2 separate regions of the Mus musculus genome follow, and region 1 is linked to region 2. A link is a contact called in public HiChIP or PLAC-seq data. All regions are on one chromosome and are shown on one strand. The core of a region is the stretch at or near the end of the contact, and the rest is flanking DNA. Distances in the headings are between cores, read along the strand shown. Region 1 holds the start of Plekha7 (pleckstrin homology domain containing, family A member 7). Region 2 overlaps Plekha7 (pleckstrin homology domain containing, family A member 7).

Evidence for each region. HiChIP or PLAC-seq counts read pairs in DNA pulled down with a chosen protein or histone mark.
Region 1: an H3K4me3 HiChIP or PLAC-seq map of embryonic stem cells shows a contact between it and region 2, with 24 read pairs. The contact joins the promoter of Plekha7 here to the enhancer-like site in region 2. A contact is called at or near these places in 1 of 39 promoter capture datasets (neural stem cells), 2 of 484 Hi-C or Micro-C datasets (neural stem cells and neurons), 10 of 115 datasets of contacts at active chromatin or transcription factors (embryonic forebrain, embryonic hindbrain, embryonic stem cells and 4 more) and 3 of 9 other capture datasets (adipose tissue, liver and pancreatic islet).

What each region holds. Positions count from the first base shown.
Region 1 is chr7:116,307,036-116,310,311 of GRCm38.p6, reverse strand. Plekha7 (pleckstrin homology domain containing, family A member 7) reads left to right here and starts at 1,936. Exons shown (of 27, transcript NM_001305185.1): 1 at 1,936-2,061; 2 at 2,164-2,240; 3 at 2,330-2,387. The coding sequence starts at 1,979.
Region 2 is chr7:116,182,975-116,186,392 of GRCm38.p6, reverse strand. The region is part of intron 4 of Plekha7 (pleckstrin homology domain containing, family A member 7); the gene reads left to right. Among named protein-coding and RNA genes, the nearest start is that of 1110004F10Rik, 91 kb to the right of the region's middle. Within about 2 kb of position 1,787, at least 31 of the 459 cell types and tissues checked have an H3K27ac peak or open chromatin away from gene starts, as enhancers often do. A contact at or near this core is called in embryonic stem cells, epiblast stem cells and neural stem cells, where this site is marked.

The sequences.
Region 1 (3,276 bases), core at 687-3,186, 120 kb before region 2:
CGCCTTTCTCCCTCCTGACTGCTTCAGAGGATCCTCTGGAACAGCAGTCATGTCGTGGTCACCCTCAACGACAAAATTATTTCATTGCTACTGTTAAGAATCGTAATGCAGCCAGGCAGTGGTGGCGCACACTTTAGTCCAGCACTTGAGAGGCAGAGGCAGGTGTTTTTCTGAGTTTAAGGCCTGCCTGGTCTACAGAGTTCCAGAACAGCCAGGGCTATATACAGAAAAACCTTGTGTCAAAAAAAAAAAAAAAACGGAGAAGAAGAAGAAGAAGAAGAAGGAGAAGGAGAAGGAGAAGGAGAAGGAGAAGGAGAAGGAGAAGGAGAAGGAGAAGGAGAAGGAGAAGGAGAAGGAGAAGGAGAAGGAGAAGGAGAAGGAGAATCATAATGCAGGTAAATATCTGATATACAGAATAGATATCTGACATGCTACCCCAAGGGCTCGCGACCCACAGGTCAAGAAACACCGGGAGAGCTCCGGCTGTGCCCCCTTCAGGGTCCATCCTACTGATCTCTCATTCCAGTGCCCAGTGCAGACAGTTGCACCCTCTTGTGAGACTCCTTAGACCCGCAGCTTTTGTCTCTGCAAGGCTGGCCTGACCCTTGCCCAGCGCCTAGCTTCCGGCTGCTGCTCCGCCCACTTGCAATGTGACAGAGTGTCTGAGTGTTTTGCATTCTTCTGCTCTTCTGCTGCTGAGGAGTTGCAGTTTAAAGGCTGAGGCAGATAGTTCAGGCGCCCAGGTCCTGGAGTTTGGGGCAGACCAAAACCCCTTCTCTTGTCCAACTGACGCAAAAGAGTAAACACACAAACGTCAATTAGGAGCAAATGAGTGAGCTAAGGGTTTCCTTTTACTCTGGGGGGTTCAGGAGCGCTCCCCAAGACCTAAGTAGGTAAAGAGCTCGGCTTGACAGCTCTTCCAAAATGAGAGCAGGGAGATCCAGACCCAGCATTCTCTTTTTTGCCTGTGATCTCTACAGCTTCAGAAGGGGGGGGGGGGGGACGACACGCATTTTTTTTTTTTTAATTTAAAGATTTATTTAATGTATGTGAGTACACTGTTGCTCTCTTCAGACACACCAGGAGAGGGCATCGGATCCCATTACAGATGGTTGTGAGCCACCATGTGGTTGCTGGGATTTGAACCCAGGACCTCTGGAAGAGCAGTCAGTGCTCTTAACTGCTGAGCCATCTCTCCAGCCCCTACCTTTTTGTTTTTTGAGACAGAGTCTCATAGTAACCCGCGCTGCACTGAAACTCTGTCAAGCAGTTCTGTGTCTTCCAACTCTCAGCAATCCTTCTGTTTCAGTTTCCCCAGGCCTGGAATCACAGGCAAGCTTTTCTCCTATTTTACATTAGACTTGGAGGTTGCTCCGGAATCCAGCAGAAACCTGTTCGGTGTTCCTTGTCTAAGAAAGAAGCACACTTCCGGGGTAGGGGGGAGGAGAAGCAGAGGTGTGCAGGTCGCCTGCTTTTCCTGGAGCAAGGGTGTGTGTGTCAAGGGTGGGGGATGGGGGGGGGCTAGACTGTTCCTTCGCCCGCGAGTCTCGGGGACAAAGGCTGCGGGGCCTTGTGCCTTGCTCCGGCCGGCCTTCCACCAGTGAACTTTGGAAGCACCGGCCGTGACCTCGAACTGCGAGTCACCAAGGCTGGGAGCCCACGCTGCACCCACCACAGGGGAACCCAGTAGGGTCGGTCCAAGTCCCTCTTGTCTCAGCCCCTCTCCACTCCTTCCTGCTCTCCCCCTCATTTCTTCCAATGCACCCTTCTCCCTATCCCTCCTCAGATCTTGTCCTCCCCTCCCTATCCCTACCCAACTCCTTGTTCCAACTCCTAGTTACTCCAGCTCCCCGTTTCTCGTCCCTCCCACTCACTCTGTCCAACAACTTGCACCCCTATCTCCTCGCCCCGCCCCTTACCCCGCCCCTTAACCCATCCCCCCCCCTCCCCCGGCCCGGGGCTCAGGCGCTGGGCGAACATGGCGGCTGCGGTCGGGCGGGACACCCTACCTGAGCACTGGTCCTATGGCGTCTGTCGGGACGGCCGCGTCTTCTTCATCAAGTGCGTGAGGGGCGGCGACACCCGGACGGGGTCGTGCGCTGGGGCTGGGGCCGCGGGCGGGCGTGGAGGGCGGCGGCGCTAACAGGTGCACCTCTCCCGTAGTGACCAGCTCCGCTGCACGACCTGGCTGCACCCGCGGACCGGCGAACCGGTCAACTCGGGTCACATGATCCGCTCAGGTGGGCGCTGGGTCGGTGCGGGATGCAGGGTGCGGAGCGGGGTCGCCACGGCTGCGCTAGTTTGACCAACTTTTCTCGCCTTCCCGCAGACTTGCCGCGCGGCTGGGAGGAGGGCTTCACGGAGGAGGGCGCCAGCTTCTTCATCGAGTAAGTGAATCCGCACCGCGGCCGCACCTGCCTTGCTCTCCCGCAGCCTTGGCGGGCTCGGCGCTCGGGGTTTGTTTGCTTGACGGTGGCGGGCTCGGGGGGACGGCTGCGTACGGGGGTTCGCAGCGCCGCAGGGGGCCTGGCCAGGTCCCGCCCGCCGGTGGCCGAGCCTGCAAACTCCAAGGCTCCCCCGGGACACGCCTACCCCGGGGGCCTGCGCTGGGCACAGTGGCGGGTGGCGGGGAGTAGGGCTCGCGTGGGTCGGGAGTGTGGCCTGAGGGCTTGGGCGTGGGGGAGGGGGAAGAGGGGCCCCGACGCTACTCTAGCCGCGCTGGCTGGGCTCGCCGTGGAGAGTTGGAGCGCGACCCGGGCCGCCGCATCCTTGCTTCTCAGGGATGGGATGGGGGTGGGGCTCCCAGGCAGCCAATGATATTCCTGGAACTCTACCCGCGCGTCTTCGGCGGGCGCCGAACGCCGAGGAACGCGGACGATCTGCTCTGCCCGGGCTAGTAGAACGGGAGCTTTGCCGCCTGAGCCTCTGGGCGCTGTCCCAAGTTATTCTTGGTCTGTTGGTCCGCGTGGATCTGATCTCGAAGTTGTAAGGGGACACGAGTGTACAGTCTTCACTTTTCCCAGTCGGGCAAGGTGCCTGTGTTGCAGCGTTCCTCCCTCTGCTTCCTGTGGGTCCTGGGAGTCAGAACTTGCCTTTGATCGTTTGCCCCAGTCAGTCGGTGCCTGGCATAGAGTAGGAGCTCTGTAAATGTTTGTTTATGGAATGAATGAACTAGCCAAAGGTCTGGCGCTCCATGGTTTGACTGGCACTCGGTGTACTGTGCGCGACCGTGACTCAGAATTCATTTCTTCACCAACTTGGAAACAATGTTTAGAT
Region 2 (3,418 bases), core at 538-3,037:
CTGCTGGGCTCTTTTCCAGCTTGTCTTTAAGGAATTGAGGGGGACGGGGAAAGCTCATAGTGAGCTGTGAAAGAATGAGGCTGCATTGAAATCCCATGTCAGTCAGCCTCCCCCGGGGTGTTGGGAGCTGATGGGAAGCGTCGGCAGCCTGTCTGTGCCTCTTCTGGGAAGAGGGTTATGTAGGTGTCCCTGCCTCTATGGCTCTTTGGGACAAGAACTAATTCATTCATTCATTTATTTATTCATTCATTCTCTCTCTCTCTCTCCTCTTTCTCTCTCTCTCTCTCTCTCACTGTAGATTGTGCTCCTTAAATGTGTGCTTGTGTCTCAGCCCTCCATTCACATCTGCCACCCAGCCGAGTTCTCTTGTCTTTGGAATCCTTGAGGACACAGCCTGAAATTGGGGGCCCGTTGATCTAGAAATTCATGAGATAATAGTAAATGAGGTTTTTTATTTTTCAATGCTGGAATTCAAACTGAGGGTCTTATCCATACTAAGCAAGGTCGCTATCACCCACCCAGCTGTATCCCCAGCCCAATAAGGTTTGGTTTTTGTTTTTGTTTGTTTGTTTTAATATTCAGAAATGGAGTTCTGTTTCCCATTCTCTTCCGACTTCCTGCCGTTGCCTTGACCACTTAAGGGAAAAGCCTGCCATAGTTTTTATACTTTGACTAAAAAAAGTCGCAGGTAAGGCGTTGCTAAGAAACCACTGTGGTCTGAGCTTTCTGGTAATAAAAATAAACTGTGAATGGGATTTAGGTTCTGGGGTCTCCAGTGGAGACACAGGGTGGTGCTGTCTCACAGTGCTTCCTGGTTCTCAGAAAGACATTTTCACGTACACGCTGCCCTGCGAAGAGAGAGGTGGTTTTCAGCCTGTTTTACAAAATAGAAACTGAGGCACAGAGAGCTGACTTGTGGAAGAGTCATAACGTCAGAGCTCAACTGAAATGCAGTCATCTCTTTCTGCTCTTTCAGGCCTCCTTGGCTTGGAGTTGGCCTTGTGGCTGATCTATCCAAGGTCGATATCTTACAGACCTGGGGACTTCTCACTTGGAACCTGGGATCTCTTGTGGCAGACCCACCCAGTTCATTGTTTTTCACCTGTTTTTAATCTTTGCAGCACTAGGAACTTCACCTATATCTTCGTAGGCAAGCACTCTATTACTGAGCCATAGCCCAACTCGCCTTTACATTGGGAGATGGAATCTCACTAAGTTGCTATGAGTTTACTTTAAATGTTTGAACTTCAATTTCCCTGCCTCAGACCCCTGAGTAAGCCCAGGTTTCCCAGCATTGCAGCTATCTTAGGCAAGGCATTAATCTGTCAGGGGCACATCTACAAAGCAAGGATGATAACCCTGACAAGCTAACCATGTAGCTGAGAGGATACAGGGAAAGCACCCGGCACTTAGCTGTTCAGGAGGCCCTGCAGCATCAGCCCACCGCTTGGCTTGCTGTAACTGTATGCGCCCGTCCCTCACAGCTTGTGACTTGCAGAAGGGAGAGGTCCTGCTGGGATGACATGCCAGTGCTCAGAGCAAACAGCTTCCAGAACGTAGAGGTTTTTTGCTCTGCCTGTAGGACTATGCACACTTTGTCTTGAGGCGCAGAGAAAGCCACTGTATGGCTAAGGCCAGGGTAGAGGCCAGCCATTTTCCAGTGGGCTTCTTCCCGGCTGATTTTTGTCTAGTCTTCATTTCTTTTGTTAGGTACAGACAGGAGGCAGTTGAGCTCAAAGTCTTGCTCACTGTTTTGAACTTTAGCCCACACCCCTGCAGCCAAAGAATCTGCATTCATGCAGCCTGAGTGAAGGAAAGGGAGGGCTTTGTTCCAGCCGTCCCACTGCACTGGGAATTCAGGCATCACAGAAACCCAGCAAGCAGGCTTACAGCGAATGGATTTTATGTAAGGACGCTAATAGTCTGAGCATGCAGGTTCGGTGGTCTCCTCTGTGGGATGCAGTATGCCTGAGGGCAGGCTGATGGGAGAGCTGTATGTCTTCTGGGGACATTTCTTGGGTGCAATTTATTAGTGGAGTACATTCAGGCTAAGGATTTGAGGAAAGATCAGAGTCTGGCCCGCCAACCTCTTCAGTGAGGAAGATGACTGTCCAGTGAGCAGAGCTGAAGCAAATGGACCCAAATTCCTTTTGTTGAATGAAGCTCTCTCTGTTCAGTCATTTCTGGGTTTCCTGGCTTATCTATTCAGGAGGTTTCGTGGATGGTCCTGTTGCTCAAATCCATGGGGTTAAACCTCTCCGCAAGTTTTCATGAGTGCCAGTGTTGCATCCAGCTGAGAAAATTGCTTTGATGCTTTCTCCTATCTATTTTTTGATGTGAAATGAGTTACTGGTTGTAATTCTAGTAAATAGCTTGCGGTCATTTCCAAAGTCATCATTCAATGTCACCCACGGTGAGAGAATCTAGCCAATATCCTTTGAAGGCTGGCCCCGTTTCTTGGACAGGTGGGCTGTGTGTGTGTATCTTGTCCTTTCAGAGCTGGGTTGGGGGGCTGTTGTTTGAACGGGGATTTGTTTCTGCAGTGTTAGTAGAAACAGCACAGTCACCTCTCTAGGGCAGATTTGGGTTTTCCTTTCTTACCCTGCCTCCCACCTCCTCCCTTCGATCTCAGTACTGTGGCTATAACCAGTCTTTTTCCAGACAAAGTCTCTATAACTGGCTCCTTCAGCAGGAACTCTGTCCTCTTGCTTCATCCAAACCTGTGGTTGAGTTGTCTTTCTCCTCATGCTGTTGGCTGAGAGAACGCCCAGCCAGCTAGCACCTAGGGCAAGGTATAACGTTCAGATTTCAAAAAAATGGCAAAGTGCACACTCCTTCCGGTTTCCCGATAGAAATCCAGAGAGTTTTTTTCATTGTCCTGTAGAGGAGGCATGGAAGAGCTCGACATAAAAAGGGTTGTGTTTATTTAAGATGATTTAGATAATCTAAAAGTGATGAGTGAAATGTTTATGTTAAAATGTGCCCCAAATCAAAGCAGGCGTATCGAAAAGGACAGGCATAAACAAAAGTTAAAATGTTTTTGCTTTGGGTAGCAGGACTACGGGACATTCCCACTCATTCATCTTTTTCATGTAGCTTGTTAAATATCCTGTAATAACATGTCAAAGGAGAGCCAATTGAACTTGATAAAAATTTCAGCAAAACCTCTGTGAGATTGGCTCTTATGTCTTGAATTTATTTATATGTTTATATGTGTTTGTGGGCACATATGTGTGTGTGTGTGTATGTGTGTGTGAGTGTGTATATGTGAGTGTATATGTGTATAGGTGTTTGTATGTTTCTCAGTGTGTGTCTGACTCTCTGTGTGTGTGTGTGTGTGTCTGTCTGTCTGTCTGTCTGTCTGTCTGAGTATCTGTGTAGGTCAGAGGACAACTAGTGGAAATCGGTTCTCATTTCT